2 separate regions of the Mus musculus genome follow, and region 2 is linked to region 1. Evidence: chromatin contacts called from public HiChIP or PLAC-seq data. All regions are on one chromosome and are shown on one strand. The core of a region is the stretch at or near the end of the contact, and the rest is flanking DNA. Distances in the headings are between cores, read along the strand shown.

Region 1 (7,946 bases), core at 3,664-6,163:
ACAAACAACAGGGAAGCTAACTTCCTGGGCTGACATCCACTCATAACCACAGGGCTCGAATGCATACAATCAGGCCAAGTGCGGAGTTGGGGGACAGCCCTGGGGAGATGCAGTGGAGCGGTCCGGTTTGCACCGGGAGTGTCGGGGAAATGGAAATGGCTTTCAGGTGCAATTAGGCTGCAGCCCGGTGGTGAAGGTTCAGGGTCGCGGCGCTGCGGGGATCCAGGTGAGGCCCGGACGACGTGGCGGGAGGGAGGCGCCGCGGCCGCCGCCTACCGACCCCGGGCTCGAGGGAGGCCGCGAGCCTCCACCCCTCGCTCGACCTGCCCGGACCTACCGTGGAACTCGAAATGGCCGATGCTCTGGCCCTGGGCGTCGCGGGCCGCGGCGCTGCTGAAGCTGCCACGCAGGGTCTTGCCCTGGCCGCCCTGCGGCCACCAGCAGCTGCACGTGAGGGCTACCGCCAGCAGCCGCAGGCCGCCCATGCCCGCCGCCCGCTCCGTTTGCTCGCCCGGCAACCGCCTGCGGCCTGCAGCCCACGTCGGCAGCAGAGGGCGGGGCGGGACTTAGGGGGCGGGGCCGGAGACTGACGGCCAATAAGGCGCGGGATCGCCTTCCATGAGCCGGGGACAGTAACCAATCATCGGCCGTGGTGGGCGGGACGTGCAGCAGTGCGGGTCCCGGCGCTCCCCAGCCATGCTGCTAATTCCCGCCTGTTTTAAATGGAGCCCTCCAGGGATGCTGTTTACGGATACTGGAAACAATCACCGTGGTAGCCTTTGCGCGTTACGCCACTGCGCACGCGCTCGTGCGCGCGCCTGTCATTGACGTCCGAGGCTTTCCTGGAAAGAACTGAGAAATACGTGGCCGAAATGTATAGCTGGCAGGAAAACGGCCTCAAAGTTGGGACACATGTTCTTTGCTTTTTCTCTCTCGCGCTTGCTTATTCGCGCGTTAATGTTGCGAGGATACATCACACGTCTAAACTGAAAAGCCTGGCTTCTCTTGGCACCAAACCGATTGTTCCTTCCTTGAATAGGGTTCCTGGACTGGTTGAATTAACTGATTATCCAGTTGGCTAGACAGCTGAGAATGACAGTGACCACCTTCATTCACGGGTAGTCCAAGATCTATTGGCCTTTCTGCTGGTGTGAAGCGGCAGCCAGGACACTATCTGCCATCACTTTGACCTATGGCAACCGGACTCCCTCCAGTGTTGATTCTACCTAGCTACAGTCTACCTCTGACTTCTGAGTTACAGAATACTATAGAAAACATCATTTCCCAGCGCCACATTCCTTTATCCCTTTTGTACACAACCTACGCTTTTTGGAATATGGGTTCAAATATTTCAAATGATCGTCTCCCAACTAATGCCCATTGTTGGTATTCTGTCTAAACTCCATCCCCACAGTTCCTGGCAGCAGCCAGGTAGGCTTGACCCAGTATAAAAGGGGCTGCTTGGCCCTTACACGTACACTCTTGCCTTTCTCTTGCCTCCTGTCCCTTGTGCCCCCCTCTCCCCATCCCCATCCCTCTTCTTTCCATGGCCCGCCTCCACTTATCTACTCTCTCCTTCTCTCTGCCTCTACTACTCTCTTAACTCCCCTCACCACGCCCTAAATAAACTCTATTTTATACTTTACCAGTGTGTGTCTGGTCCCTCCAGGGAAGGGGATGCCCGCTGAGGCTTCCCCCTTCCCCCGCACTCCACCAGAACATATAGTTAGAGCTCTTTCTCTTTTTATGATCACAACACCCATCCTTAACCCTATCAATTCCATACCCACCCTAAACCCCTGTGTCGATGACATTTGCAAATCCTTCGCTGGAGTATTTTCTACGGTTCCTCTCCTTTGCTTCACTTTGCTCTTTTTTTTTTTTTTTTTTTTTTTTCTAGATTCTCCTTTTTCAACACACTCGAAGAAGCCCTTCTGACACGTTCAGACTGTATCAGACTTCAGTGCAACCAGAACACCTTACTCCTTACCAGGTCAGTTACCACAAAATTCTGTAAATGACCTCCAGCTCATCTGAATTTCTCACTCTACTGTAAGATGAAGATGGTCAGAGGTGGTGAGTGCAGCAACTCAAAATTGTGTCACGAATAAGTTCGTACAAATTATCTTCATCCAACAAGATGTTTTTTTATAACACAAAAGCATGTCCTCACCACATACTTCATCTTAAATAAAGAAGCCCCATCAACAGCAGTTTCGGCGCTTCTGGATTCCCAGAATAAGGGTATTCGTATTTTTGAGACTTTTAATTTTTATCCTAATTATTTTTAAATATAAGAGTAATTCATGCATGTAGAGAAATTTTAATCCAGCAACATGGCTGCTTTAGCAAGGGTTCACATCTAAAGACATTCTAGATCTATGTGATCTGGCTGGAATGCAGATATGCTCTGATTAAAGTATCATTTGCCTGAAATACAGACACCTTAGTGCACACCTTTAATCCCTAACAATGTAGGTAAAGTTAGTTCCTAGGAGGAAACAGCCATGTTTGAAAGTGATGCCTAATTGATGGGCAGACAAAGTGATGAATCAGAGAAAGATTTGACAGATGAGTCAGAGAAAGGATATGTCCAATGAACTCAAGACAGCACAGGAAAGGGAGGCAATGAGAGAGAGAGACAGAGACAGAGCACTTTTATACCAGGACAGTTTTTACAAAGACAGGTTTCAGAGAGAACAAGTTAGACACGGGTGAAGAGAGAATGAGAAGGAACCCGGAGATTAGAACAGATTGTCAAAGGTAGTATGAGGCCAAGCAATGCAATTCAGTTAGAAGCCAAGAGAAACTGGATTAAACCAGTCAGCTTGAAAGATTAGATGGTATGAAAGCCTAGGCCAAGGGATGGTTAGAACAGAGAAAGTAATGTGCTGGTCTCAGGCAAGCCATGTATTCGTGCGACTTGGGTATGGCTCTCATCCCATTCCTTCACCTGAGGAAATAAAACTGAGCAAGCAGCTTAGAAGAACTCATAGCCAAAAGTGTATAGAGCAACATTTTAAGTTGTGACTTCCCAATTTCCTTGCCTATGCCCAATACTGAAATGTAGCCTTTGTTAATATTTTCCAGTGGATATTTTCAGATAAGCCTCTGCAAATATATGTAGAGTTAAACTAAATTTGCCTGGAGACTGTCCCCAGTATTTTGAATTGCTACATCAGAACTGCAACCTAACTTAGTCAGCTTTAGCCAGCCAGCATGCTCCCAACTGACCAACTATGTTTGTATGTGGGAGAGATATTGTTCCCTTTGAGAAGGCACAATTAGATCCATAACCTGTAAAGTCTCTCCTAACCATTACTTCCGAGATTTATATTCTTGTGTATAGGACTCTTGTTTACATGTACCGTATGGGCACAGTGCTCATGGACTTCCAATACCCTGGAATTGGAGTTACAGAAGGTTGTGAGCTACCATGTGGGTGCTAGGAATCTAACCTGGGTCCTCTGGAAGAGAAACTAGCGTTCTTAACCACTGGGCCACACTTCCCTCCAGCCTTTGTTTATACAGATTGACTGCCTGGGTTTCTTGATGGTGCTCTCTGAACCTTTCTTTCAGAGCATTGCCAGGTTTTTCATTGTTTGATAAAATAAAACCCTACTAAGTTTAAGTTGTTGAAAGCTTTAATTGTGTAAATGGTAAACCAAGAACGTGGGTGAGGTTGATTCTAAAGGAAAAGCAGAGCATGGGCTTTGATTACTGTAGGCACTTTCCCTTTGTCTCGTGTGTGTGTGTGTGTGTGTGTGTGTGTGTGTGTGTGTGTGTGCTTGAGACAGGGTTTCTCTGTGTAACCTGGCTGTCCCGAAACTCACTCTGTAGACCAGGCTGTCCTTGAACTCAGAGATCCATCTGCTTCTGCCTCCCAGGTGCTGGCACTAGAGGTGTGTGCTATCACCTGCTGGCTTCATGTCTTTCTTCTTGATCAGTAATGTTATTCTCTTTCACTGAAGACAGGCTTTTTTTTTTTTTTTTTGATGCCTCGGTACATAAAAAATTAATATGACTTCTAATCACTCCCACTTGGTAGAGCCTCCGAATTCATAGAAAGCAGCAGACTATAATATAAACAGCAGTGAGCAATCATATGATAAGCCCACTTGTTGATGAGTGTGTGATAGATCTGGTCCCAGAGAAATGAATGGCCTTACCTCCATGGAGCAGAGACAGTGAGAAATTACATCAGTGGCCAATTTGTTGATGAATGATAAGAAGAAAACAAAAAAAAAAAAATGGTTCTGCATGGTTAGAGTCAAGGAATGACTCTAATAGGAAGATGGCACTCAAACTGAGAACTGAAGGAGGTAAACACTAGTCAGACATCCGAGGAAAGGGCAGGTAGACCAGGGAAGAACACCTGGTAATATAAATAAGAGCAAGAAGGACCAGGATTGGGGCACAGTGAGCAGACAAGAGAAGAGAGTAAAACCTTCCAGGGAACTCTGCAAAACTTACTTATCATGATTGCAAGCGGCCTTCGCCTTTTGTGACAGTATTTACAACAGTGAAACATAATTTTGCAATGCAACTTTCCATTTCCATACTGCATACATTCTAGAGGATTCTGCTCAGCTGGGTGTTAGTCTATGAGCATAGCTGAAGTTCAAAAATGAAGGCATCGATTCATAACTCCGAATTTCTAAGCACCTATAGTAGTAATCCATGCTGGTGACACTTGCTTAGAAAATATTCCAGACCCTAGTACCAATGACCCTAATTTCTCCTAGCTGGTGACTATGGGCTAGAGAGTGCGCGCCTGCGCAGTGCCACTGCCGGCTCCGCCCCTCTTTTGGGGTCTGGGAGAACCCGGAAGCCTCTGCGACTTCCTTTGAACGTGTCGGGGGCGGGGCATGTCGTAAAGCGTCGTGAAGCTGCTTCCCTCGGTTCTTCAGACGCCGCGCTTTACGGCGCTGGCTCTGCAGAGCTGAAGATGTCCGCTGCGAGCCGGGAGGAGCGTTCTGGTCCTCCCGGCAGCTTCGCGAAGCGGGTCCTGGTGACCGGGGGTGCTGGTTTCATGTAGGTAACGGTGCTGGTGGCTGAGAAGTTTCTCCCCACAAATCCTAACCTTGCCCTGCGGTTCTCCTTGTCTTTTGCACTTCGGGTCCACGACTTTGCAGATCCGTTATGGGGAGGGTCCCAATGCACAGCCCGGATGTCCATCCGGTTTCCCTCACTTTCTGGCCAGCCAAGACGAGGTTGCTTCGAAAATGCGACTTCTTTAACACCTTCCCCACAAAAAGGGGAACTCAGGAGTGCCTTGCTGCTGTCCCACCCCCTACCTGCCCGGGGGTGTTTACCACCTGTCACTTTTCTGAGAAGCACACATCAGTTTCATTCCCTTTTCTTCCCGCTCTCTGACAAAGCTCCGGCCAGCAGATGAAGGCCTTTCCAAAAGCTCGCCTCTACACGATGTGAGGATCGATCGTAATGGGACTCTTTGTCTTGTCTTCTCTTTTTTAGAAACTGTTTACAAATCCTTTGTTATTCCCAACCTGTTTGAGGCTCACACCCACCTACCGTGAAACTGTCCTTTCTATTTGTGTCAAAGCTTATTCTTAATTTGACTTCTGTTCCCTGCCTCCTTTTCCTTAGAACACTGCTACTATCCCTCTCCTGTTGATCTCGCGCGTTTTCTTTACACTTTGTAGAGTGTGTTCCTAAGTGAGATAGATGCAGCTGCATAGAGTTTTACAGTCATGGTTTCTGTGAGACTTGTAATGAAAGTCCAGGGTCTTTATCCGATCTAGAAGACTCGGGTGCTCGAGCCCTGCTTCCCAACCTAGTCTCTTGCTTTTCTGTACTCGCCCACAACCCTCTCAGGCTTCTCGGAGCACAGGAGGTTAGTGCTGCTTCCCGACTTGAGGCAGTTGCATAGGCTGTTAATTTACCCGCATATCACCTTCAGAGTGCTTATGGGAACACCTTAGGCCACCCATCCACTCAGCACTACCTGAAATTACATTGAGTACTTGTGTTTACTTGTTTATGGCCTTGCCCTTCTTCTAGAGTATAAACTGTGTGAGAGTAGACTGATGTTCATTAAGCTCCCACAGAAAGAAAGGTCAGGGCCATATCGTGAAGGTCTTCTGTAAGAGTTGAGTGGATGGATGCGTGAGCGATCCACAGGAAGTTCTGTCCTTGTAGTGTCTCCTGCATGGGGAGGGGTCAGAGAGTCTTGGTTACTGCCCAAGAACATGCAGTGGGCCTTTTAAATCCACAGACACTTTGCTGAGAGTAGGTAGCAGGAAGCTGAGATTCACTTAATTAACAGACGTGTACGTGGGGAAATGCATGTACTTGCATGGAAGGGCTTGTTCACAAAGAATGTCCTAGAAAATGAAGGAAAGTGAAGTTTTTCACCAAGAACAAACTTCACCTTTACAATTGGCCAGTGCTAGCCATTACTCCCCAGAGCCCAAAATATGTTTATATATATATATGTTTCTTTTACTGAGATAGCTCCATTTCAGGGTCCTCTGAGTTCCAGGAACCACTGTCAGTACCAAGCTCAAACTCAGCTATCATTAATCTAGGAAACCTGGGTTTAGTCCAGAGCCCTCCTGAGATTTTAGGCTTACACAAGCCAACTTATAGTATAGTACCAAGAGAGCAGTTGCAGAAGTCACTGTAAGCATAGGCAAATGACAGTGAGTATGCTGTCATTTGTTATCTGTATAAATCCACCCCAGGCCTTGGAAAGCAAACTGGACTTGTGCAGTTACCCCGACCAGATTTTACATTTCCTGTGCTCACACTCACGGCATGTGTGGGTTCCATCCTTTGATTAAACTTGCTTTTTCTTCATTCTCAGTGCCAGGCAGTTTTATGTGGCACAGGGAAGATACAAGAGTTTGTTTATAGGGTTAAAAGTGCCTGTGTGTGGTGCGTTACCTCTTACTATTTCCGCACCACGCCACGGCTTAGGGGATGTTAAGAATCGAGGGAGGTTAATGCTTGCCACTCACAAAGATCTCGTCTTCTTGTAGTGCGTCCCATGTGATTGTCTCCCTAGTAGAGGATTATCCCGACTATATGATCGTAAATCTAGACAAGGTAAGTATGCAGATGAGCTTCGTGTGCTAAAATCCGACCTCCATTTACCTCCAAGCCAGGGAGCTTTAGGCAGCAGTGCCAGGGAATGGAAGAGTAGCGCCTGGCAAGACATTCTCCTCCTGTGTTTTCTTTGTGGTCGTCCCAGCCTCTCAGGGTCTGCATTGTCATGTGTTCGTGCTGTGTTTAATCTTAGGTCAAAGCTTTTGAAACTTTTATTTTGCTAGCCTACAAACTCAATGTTTTTAAGTGCAGTATTTTTAGCCAAAGAAAAGCTTTACCTTTTAAAAATTCTATATATACTATAATTTTGTGATTACTATTTTGAGAGGGTATTGGCTTTGTAAAATTAACTTTGATTTTATAATTGCTACCTCCCAGAAACATCTGTATGCATATTTCTTTTTAGCAGTAGACTATAACGAAAACCAGTTGCTGCGACACTTGCTTATGATCTGAGCCCTGGGGAGGTCAAGGCAGGAGGGTCTGAACTTTAGGGTGACCCTTGAACTGTACAGCAAGTTCAGGGCCAGCATAGGAGCACATGAGATCCTGTCTACAAACAAACAAACAAACAAAACAGTGAAAATAATTTAGTCTTGACAGTCTTGAAGTCATGGTTAAAGTCTCCATAAAGAGTATGATTCTTTAGTTTGAACAAAAGATACAAATGGTTTTCTTATTTTTATAAAACACAGTGGTAAAAAATGTGCAGGCAAAGAATAGTCATTAACTCTCGGCATATTTTTCCCGTCTTAATGTTCTAAAGAGGTAAGCAGAGTTCTTTTCCATATCATTTATTTATTTGGGGGCAGGGTCATCCGTGAGCTATAGCTGGCATGTAGGGAGATCATAGGACCGTTTGTGGGTGATAGTTC
Region 2 (7,946 bases), core at 4,149-6,648, 530 kb before region 1:
TGGGGTCACAAAGTCATATGCAGTACAGGAAAGTGGCTGTGACTGGTGAATCAGTGTGTCAGTGCGGTGTGTCCAGCTGGACACCCATCACCACCTGTGGTTGTCTCACATACCTGTTCAGCACCCCCTGTTACTGCACTCAGCGACTGGAGTGGACTGGTGTGATCTGGGATGGCAGTGCGATTAGGAGACCCTGATGCCCCGGGCAGAGGCTGACAGCTCTGTTTTTTTAATGAGCCCAGGGTCACAGAGTATGTGCCATTTGCTGGGACCCAGATCAACTGCTACTGAGGGCAGCTCATTTGCTCTGGCTTCTGACGCTCCGTCCTGTTGGCCTGCCGGGTCAGTCCAGGCATTAGGGATTAGGATGATGGGTATGGTAGTGCAGTGTGGGAGCTGGTGTGGGCAGGCTTTCCCTGTCAGACCTCTTCCCTTGCCCTGCCTTTAGATCAGGTCTTTGTTGGTTTATGATCTAATACTGGGCATGGATGCTTCGTTCCCTTGATGGACCCGGTGACCAGTCCTGGAGGTCACAGTGACATTGTGTCTCTACCATGACGACTAGCAGACCTTCTAATGCACTGAAATCTGGGGAGCTAAGAGTCATTTGTGTTCGGATAGGAAAACCTTTCTTTCTTCCTACTCCCTGCCAGCAAAAGGAAGCGGGCTTTCTAATACAAATACTTTCATTTTCATGGACTGGTTGGCCTATTGACGCTGCTGATTTGGAGAAGTCAGAGATAATTTTATATGGGGTAGCTAGCAGTGATCCAGTCACGTTTCAAAATCCACGCCCCGATGGATAGGGTGGGTGTGGTGGCAAATGCCTGTTACTCAATTAGCTGGGAGGTTGAGCAAGAGGAAAAGAGAGTTGCAGGTCAGCCTGGGCTACTGAGTGAAGCCTGTCTCTGAAAGCCAAGACACCACGTTTGGATGATGTTTAAGGTTACACCTGTTATACGTGCTCCTTTATGCATGGCTGTGATCCCGTTCCTGACAAACGCAAACGAAGGCAGAAGTGCTTACTCCGGCTTGGTAGTACCGCTCACAGTCTGAGGGAGCACATATCTCATCACGGATGGTGAGCGCGTTGGCTAGAACAGGAGACAGTTGGTCATATTGCGCCATAGTCAGAAAGCAGATTGAAGAACCCAGCTCTCTGCTCATTGCTGTCTTCACATGCTTGCCCAGAAGTTTGTCTCCTGGGTAATTCTGTATCCCGTCGGGTTGTCAGTCACTATTAACCCTCACAGGTTGTGTGAGCCACATGGGGTGAGCTGTTAGATTAACAGCTGGTTTTACGAGGCGATTTCTCATTTAGTGATCTCGGCTCCGTGTTGTTCCGCTGGACTTTTGAGTTTTAGAGAGCGGAAGGATGAACGGAGTGTGGCATCTTGTCTCTCTGGTGCCTCAATAGCACAAGGAATTATTCTAGGAAGACAGCACAGCTGTGTGAGCCACCCACCCCAGCCGGGCCTTCCCTAGGTGCTAACGGAGCTCTGCCAGAGAAAAGGTGGCGAGGAACTGGTGCAGAAGCCTTGCGTGGGATTTCTAGGTGGTGCTCCATGTTCTTCTGTGAAGCTGAGGACTGTGGAGAAACCAGCATGATCGTGACTTTGGAACACACCCGTGCAGGTCAGAGAAAGCCAGCTCGGAGCATCGAGTTCCCCGTAATCTGTCCCTTGTGTGCACCTCCTAGGAAGTGCCATGGGGACAGAGATGACTCACCATCTGGAGCCTTACTGTAAAGGGAGAGTCTGCACAGCCTGCCTCCTCACGTCATTCAGGCCTGGATTTTGAGTTATGAGGTGTCTTGCCTGTGGGAGAGTGAAGTTGGGGGCATCAAAGGAGCCTCAGGGGACTCTCCTGCATGTGGAGCCAGTCGTGGGCAAGGCACGGCATGGTTGTTTAAGTCTTTTTTTTTTAATATATATATTTATTTATTGATTATACGTTAACTACACTGTAGCTGTCTTCAGACACCCCAGAAGAGGGCATCTGATCTCATTATGGATGGTTGTGAGCCACCATGTGGTTGCTAGGATTTGAACTCAGAACCTTTGGAAAAGCAGTCAGTGCTCTTAACCGCTGAGCCAGTTTTCCAGCTGTTTAAGTCTATATATATATATATGTTTATAGTCTATATAGTCTGCCAGCTTCATCTGTGAAGTTGGCCTTTGGCCAAGACTGTTTGTTTGTTTGTTTTTGTTTGTTTGTTTTAAGACAAGGTGTCTCTATGTAACTCTGGCTGTCCTGGAACTCACTCTTGAGAACAGACTGGCCTTGAACTCAGGGATCTGCCTGCCTCTGCCTCCTGAGTGTTCGGCCCACTGCCTGAGGACTTTTCTCTTTTTAGGGTTTACTTTTATTATATTTGCATGAGTGTTTCGTCTGTCTGCCTGTCTGTCTGTGTACCACATGCATGTAGTACCCATGGAAGCCAGAAGAGAGCTTTGGACCTTCTGGAGATGGTGTTGGAGACTGTTGCTAACATGGTCAAGGCTTTCCCCCTGACTGTCGCTCGTCTGGGTGGATACTGGAGTATAGGGGATCCTGGAGGCTGCCATCTGAGGTAACCCTGCCCTTATCCAAGGTCAGAGGTCAGCAGTCAGTTCTGCCTGTGCCTTTGCTTGGGGTTGATTCCTGAGATGTGTCCAGGGATGCATTTCCTGGCTCTTTTTTTCCAAGTGGCTCCAACTTTCAGCTCAACCTAGGAGGCCATTGATAGAGACCAAGAGGGAGATGACCCAGGCAGGGAGAGGTGGACCACGCCTTGGGAAGCAGGTGTGGTCAGCTGTGTGTGCCCCGTGGGTTCCTGGACACTCTGACACTAGCTTATTTAGTGTTGACAGTGATGACTCTGAGTGAGAACCCAGAGAAAATGCTTTTAAACACTTTCTTTAAAAAGTCAGAGGATCCATTGCTTCACTGGAGAAAGGTTGTATTCATAATGGTAGGAGATTGAGACCAGCCATTAAGACACTATCCTCAAATGGGGTTCTCCAGGCAATGCCCAGGAAACTCTGCTTTCATAAATTAACATCTCTTGACAATCCTTGTGTTCTGCTAAGACTGTCTGCAAGCAGTGGGATTTGAAAGCCATTTGTGAAAGCTGATGTCTTAGCCACTAATTACAGTGTTTCCTCAGGCCTTTGAATTCAGCTTAATTTTTGAACATTTTGTGCAGAGGATTGAACACATAGCTTTGAGTGTGCCAGGCTCTCCCTCTGGCACTGAGGCAGCCTCTCTCACACCTCCAGGGGAGGCAGATGACCTCGGCTGCAGGTGGTCGGCTCAGAAGGGGTTTTAACTCTCCTGTGCCCACTCCTCGGAGGGACAGCGGGAGGAGGGAACTTGCTTGTCTTTACTCTGTTTGATTTCTTGCTCAGCTGCTTGCTGTCAGGGCCAAGGGTCATGGGACATTTTCTTTTTTAGGCTTTTAGGAACATTCCAAAGCCACACGACCAGAATCAGAAGGCCCTGCTTGTCTCTAAGCCACGCACCTGTAACTTATCAGCTCACATTGAGACTTGAGTCACCCAGGGCCCTGCTTGCTCCGTTTTGAAGCCGTTCCCACATATCACGCCTGTTATCTAAGAACAGTTCAATTTGTACCTTTAAGAGCTGAGCTTTCCCTGTGGAGTGTCAGCACCGTTGCCTGCAGACGCATTAACTCAAGTCTGTGCAGACAGCGTGTCTAGCCATAGCTCATTTCCCTCTCTTAGGGTTTTGACCTATATTTTATTGATTCTTTTGAATACCACTCTGTTGCCAACTAGGGCTTTTGGGCTCAAGTGTTCTTTCTGCCTCAGCATCTTAGGTAGTTGGGAGTACAGGGCAGGCATCAGTGTACCTGACATTCATTCATTCATTCATTCATTCATTCATTTGATGTATCTTTTCTTGTGACTATGTTTATAGGTATACACGTGAGTGTGGGTGTGTGTCCAATGTGTACAGTGTCAGCAGATGTCAGAAGAGGGCGTAACGAGGTACAGATGGTTGTGAACCTCCCTACCTGGCTGCTGGAACTTGAGCTCAGACCCTTGGCACGGGCCTCATGCACTCTTAGCTGCCAGCCCAATTCCCAAACACCGTTTTTCCTAGACTGTGGACTGGTCCAGTGAGGTGCATCTCGTTGACAAAGATGGCTTTGGATTCTTTTTATTTCCCGGTCTGCCCCTCACTCTGCAGTTACGTTTACTGTCTCGCTGTTTTTGAAATTGAGAGCACTGATTTGCTTGTTTAGCGGAGGTTCCCGTCGCCTGGGTTGGCCCAGTGGCATTGCCCTCCTGAGTCATTGAACATGTTCCCTGCCACCAGGAGTTGTAGATAAGAAGTAAAGTGACTCTCCAGACCCTGCAGTATGACTTAATCTGCAATGCTGTGTACTATCACTACTGTGTGCTACCATTACTGCAAGGGGCCTAGCATGTGCTACCATCATTACAAGGGAGCTAGCATGTGCTACCATCACTGTAAGGGACCTACTGTGTGCTACCATCACTGCAAGGGACCTACTGTGTGCTACCATCACTGCAAGGGACCTACTGTGTGCTACCATCACTGCAAGGGACCTACTGTGTGCTACCATCACTGCAAGGGATCTACTGTGTGCTACCATCACTGCAAAGGACCTAGCATGTGCTTGTTGTTTCCATGTGTGTGATGCTAGGAGATGTTCATGATGAAGGGGGGCTGGCTACATCATGGTGACGTGGCAATTATCTTATTAGCTCGAATCTTCTCATAATTGGCATGTCTGCCCTGGATAGCCTTTAGGTTACCCCGGGGTACAGGATGTATAGAAAAAGCAAGGGAATTTCTTACTACTTTTCTCCTAAAACTAGTTTTCAAATTGGGAGTGGTTCTTTTTTTTTTTTTTTTTTTTTGGTTTTTCAAGACAGGGTTTCTCTGTATAGTCCCGGCTGTCCTGGAACTCACTTTGTAGACCAGGCTGGCCTCGAACTCAGAGATCCACCTGCCTCTGCCTCCCGAGTGCTGGGATTAAAGGCGTGTGCCACCACCGCCCGGCTGCGAGTGGTTCTTTAACGTTCTCCACTGAGGCCGATGAGCTTTTTGTTGGCTCAGATAAGAGGTCATTTTTGAAGAAGGCTGCTGTTCTTGTTTTCTGTGCTGCATCCCTATTCCCCTTTAAGAGATGATCGTGTTAAAGCCTTTTAAATAGTGTGTCTGTGTGTTTGTGTACGTGTGTACAGGTGAGCGCGCTCAGGTCAGAGAAAGTTTTTGTGAGTCAGTGTGCTCCTCCCTCCATGGGTTCCAGGAGTCACACTCAGGTCACCATGCTTGCAAGGCAAGCCCTTTTTTACCCAGTGAGACATCTCAATGGCTAGAGGTCACTTGAGCAGCTAGTTATGAATCATCTTTTCCTTTAATGAGCACAGTGCTTTCCTGAACGTTGACTTTCCCCCGCTGGGCTGAGCTGCAGTGCTTTTGCTTTGTGGTTTTGGAACCTCTGGGTTCCTGTGTGCTCTTGTTTGATGCACGCCGTCTGGAAGCATTCCTCACTGAAACCAACCATGGTCTCGAAATTTCCACACAGCATGTCCAGCATCATCCGTCTCATCCAGGGACGGGGCGGGGTAGACAGTAGTGATGCTCGCCCGTGGCTGGTTTCTGCTTTCAGGAACCTCCTATGCTAGGGACGCGCAGGCCCCACACTCCCTGTCACTGGAATCTGTGATTAGTGGCTTATGCGTGTCCACCTGCTTTGTGGTCTCACGGCGAATCGACCATGCATCTCGGAGATCTTGGTCTGACACTTTCCCCAGACCCGCTGTACTCCCATTGTCTCTGATCTTTCTCCACTAAAGCTTCGTTTCCTGTTCCCTCCTTTAAGTCTGCCGCCCACTCCCTTCTCCCACAGGTTCATTGTTTTCTATGTTTGGGTTTCACTACAGCATGATTTTCTCTGACAGCTTCTTTGTTTTCCTTTTTATGACAAAGATCAGGGACTGTGAAATTGGACAGGAAGAATCTCAGGTCCCAAAGGAACATGAAAGAGGCCCCAGGCCCTGTGGGGACAATGTCCCATCAAGCCCTGTGTAGTAAGTTACTCTGCAAAGCAGAGCGGTTTGCCCAAGTGCCAAGTGATGCATGCAGGCTGATGACCAAATGCGCCATTGAGAAATAGCTGCCTTCAGGGGCTCAGAGGCCCACACAGCGGTGTCCAAACCTGGGCCTCGTACCCCACGTAGCTCCGAATAACTATGCCTGAGCCCCAACACAAAATTGTAAACTTAGTTAAAACTTTTTTAACTTCTTTTTTCCTGTGTATGTAATTCTTTTTTCTTTATAAATGGGGTGGGGAGTCTGGGAGACGGGATTGTGTGGTTCTAACCAAATTCTGTAGGTGACAGTGTGGACCTGGACTCTTAGCACTTTCATGAGAATTCAGCTGAACGTTTTGGTGACAAAGGGCAGGAAGCTTTTTGGGTAGGGCACAGAATGGAATGTAAGATAAAGGTAGGACTTCCTTTGAGACAGCCTTTTCTGTGTCGTTCAGGTTAGCTCCAAACTCTTATCTTCCTGCCTCCACCTCCAAGTTCTGGGGTTATAGGCTTGTATCAATACGTGGAGAAAGTTCAGTACATTTTCATTGTCCCTTCCCCAGGTCCCAGGAAGCTTAATTCTGTTCAGTTAGAAGTTTGACAAGCATTTTTGTAGTTGCTTCATTGTTTCTTCCTAGGTGAGGGTTGGGATTAGACCTCTCTAATCCTCCAGCTCATTGGAGGAGGGTAAGGCATTGGCTAACACCGACCCATCAAGAGCCCATAAACTTAAGGGGATTGTTAGAAGGCACAACCCAGCTGGGACAGACACACAGATGATTCTGCAAAGGAGACCTGCCTCTAGTGGCTACCTCTTTTCCTGTATTTACCAAGCCTTCTGTTGTTTTCTCTGACACTCTCATGGTCCACGATTCACACCCAGTCAGGAGAATTGTGCAGCAGACGACAACTGCAGGCCTGCATTTGGAGTCTCAGGCAAAGTGGAAAGAGTTACCCCTGGGCTCCTGGTGAAGGGTCCAGGCTAGCGTGCTCTGGCCCAAGCTGTCCTGGCCCAGGTTTCTGTGTGAACAGCATGGCCTCCCTGACTCTCAGGCTTCTGTCTTAGTGAGCTCTATCCAGCCACTGTGATCACGGTGTCAGGCACTCTTGTGTGACTCTTGTGTGACTCCTCTGTGCGTCCTGATTTGGTGACAGGTGTGAAAAGGAGCCTGAGACCCTGGGGTCTGATGACCTTGTGACCTTCACTGTAACTCTTCCATTGAAGTAGAATGTCTTTCTGTATAGTTAATAGATCCTTCTGTGACTTCTTTGGAAGGCTGTGTGTGTGTGTGTGTGTGTGTGTGTGTGTACTCGTGGACTCGCACATGTATGTGTAATACAGATTGTGATATTTGGTGTGATATTTGTGACTGAGGCATCTCCTGTAAATGTCCTGATTGGGGCCCAGTTGGTTAGGATGACCCGTTAGCTTTCTGTTTCTGTTATTCCTCTTCTCTCTCTCCGTGCTAGGTCTGGGTTAGGCTCCTCACTTCGTAAGGATAGAAAATGGCCGTGAAAAGCAGACTTCTCGGCTGTCTGCCTGTCTGTGTTGCTGGGAAGGAAAAGGTGTTCAAAGTTAAGTGTTTGAAAGGTTTCCAAGCCCGGCTTTCTGTCCTTGAGGAGGAGGAGGAAATGGTTTGGGCCTCTGTGTTTACTTTTGGTGGCTTGGATTTGCAGTGAGTGTTTGCTTTTCTTTCCTGGGGGACGGAGGAAGTGGGTTAAGGAGGGTGAGTGGCCTGAGTCAGGAGGAAACTCAACAGGTTGGGTGCTGAGTTCAGATTCTTCCATGCTGGCCAGAAAATGCCTTTCCCTGAGCTCCAGTAGACAAATCCCAGATCCTCCCACCTCACTGGCGTAGGGTTTTAATATTTTTGT

The links. HiChIP or PLAC-seq counts read pairs in DNA pulled down with a chosen protein or histone mark.
Region 2: a contact with region 1 is called in an H3K27ac HiChIP or PLAC-seq map of trophoblast stem cells, with 3 times the contacts expected there. The contact joins the enhancer-like site here to the promoter of Tgds in region 1. A contact is called at or near these places in 3 of 39 promoter capture datasets (the HPC-7 cell line, neural stem cells and pre-B cells), 5 of 115 datasets of contacts at active chromatin or transcription factors (extraembryonic endoderm stem cells, memory CD8 T cells, pancreatic cancer cells and 2 more) and 2 of 9 other capture datasets (liver and pancreatic islet).

Annotation. Positions count from the first base shown.
Region 1 is chr14:118,129,732-118,137,677 of GRCm38.p6, reverse strand. It overlaps Tgds (TDP-glucose 4,6-dehydratase), which reads left to right and starts at 4,913. Exons shown (of 12, transcript NM_029578.3): 1 at 4,913-5,034; 2 at 7,005-7,071. The coding sequence starts at 4,949. It overlaps Gpr180 (G protein-coupled receptor 180), which reads right to left and starts at 551. Exons shown (of 9, transcript NM_021434.5): 1 at 338-551. The coding sequence starts at 485.
Region 2 is chr14:118,655,968-118,663,913 of GRCm38.p6, reverse strand. All of the region lies in intron 3 of Abcc4 (ATP-binding cassette, sub-family C (CFTR/MRP), member 4), which reads left to right. Among named protein-coding and RNA genes, the nearest start is that of Gm52104, 17 kb to the right of the region's middle. Within about 2 kb of position 5,398, at least 118 of the 459 cell types and tissues checked have an H3K27ac peak or open chromatin away from gene starts, as enhancers often do. A contact at or near this core is called in the HPC-7 cell line, extraembryonic endoderm stem cells, memory CD8 T cells and 2 more, where this site is marked.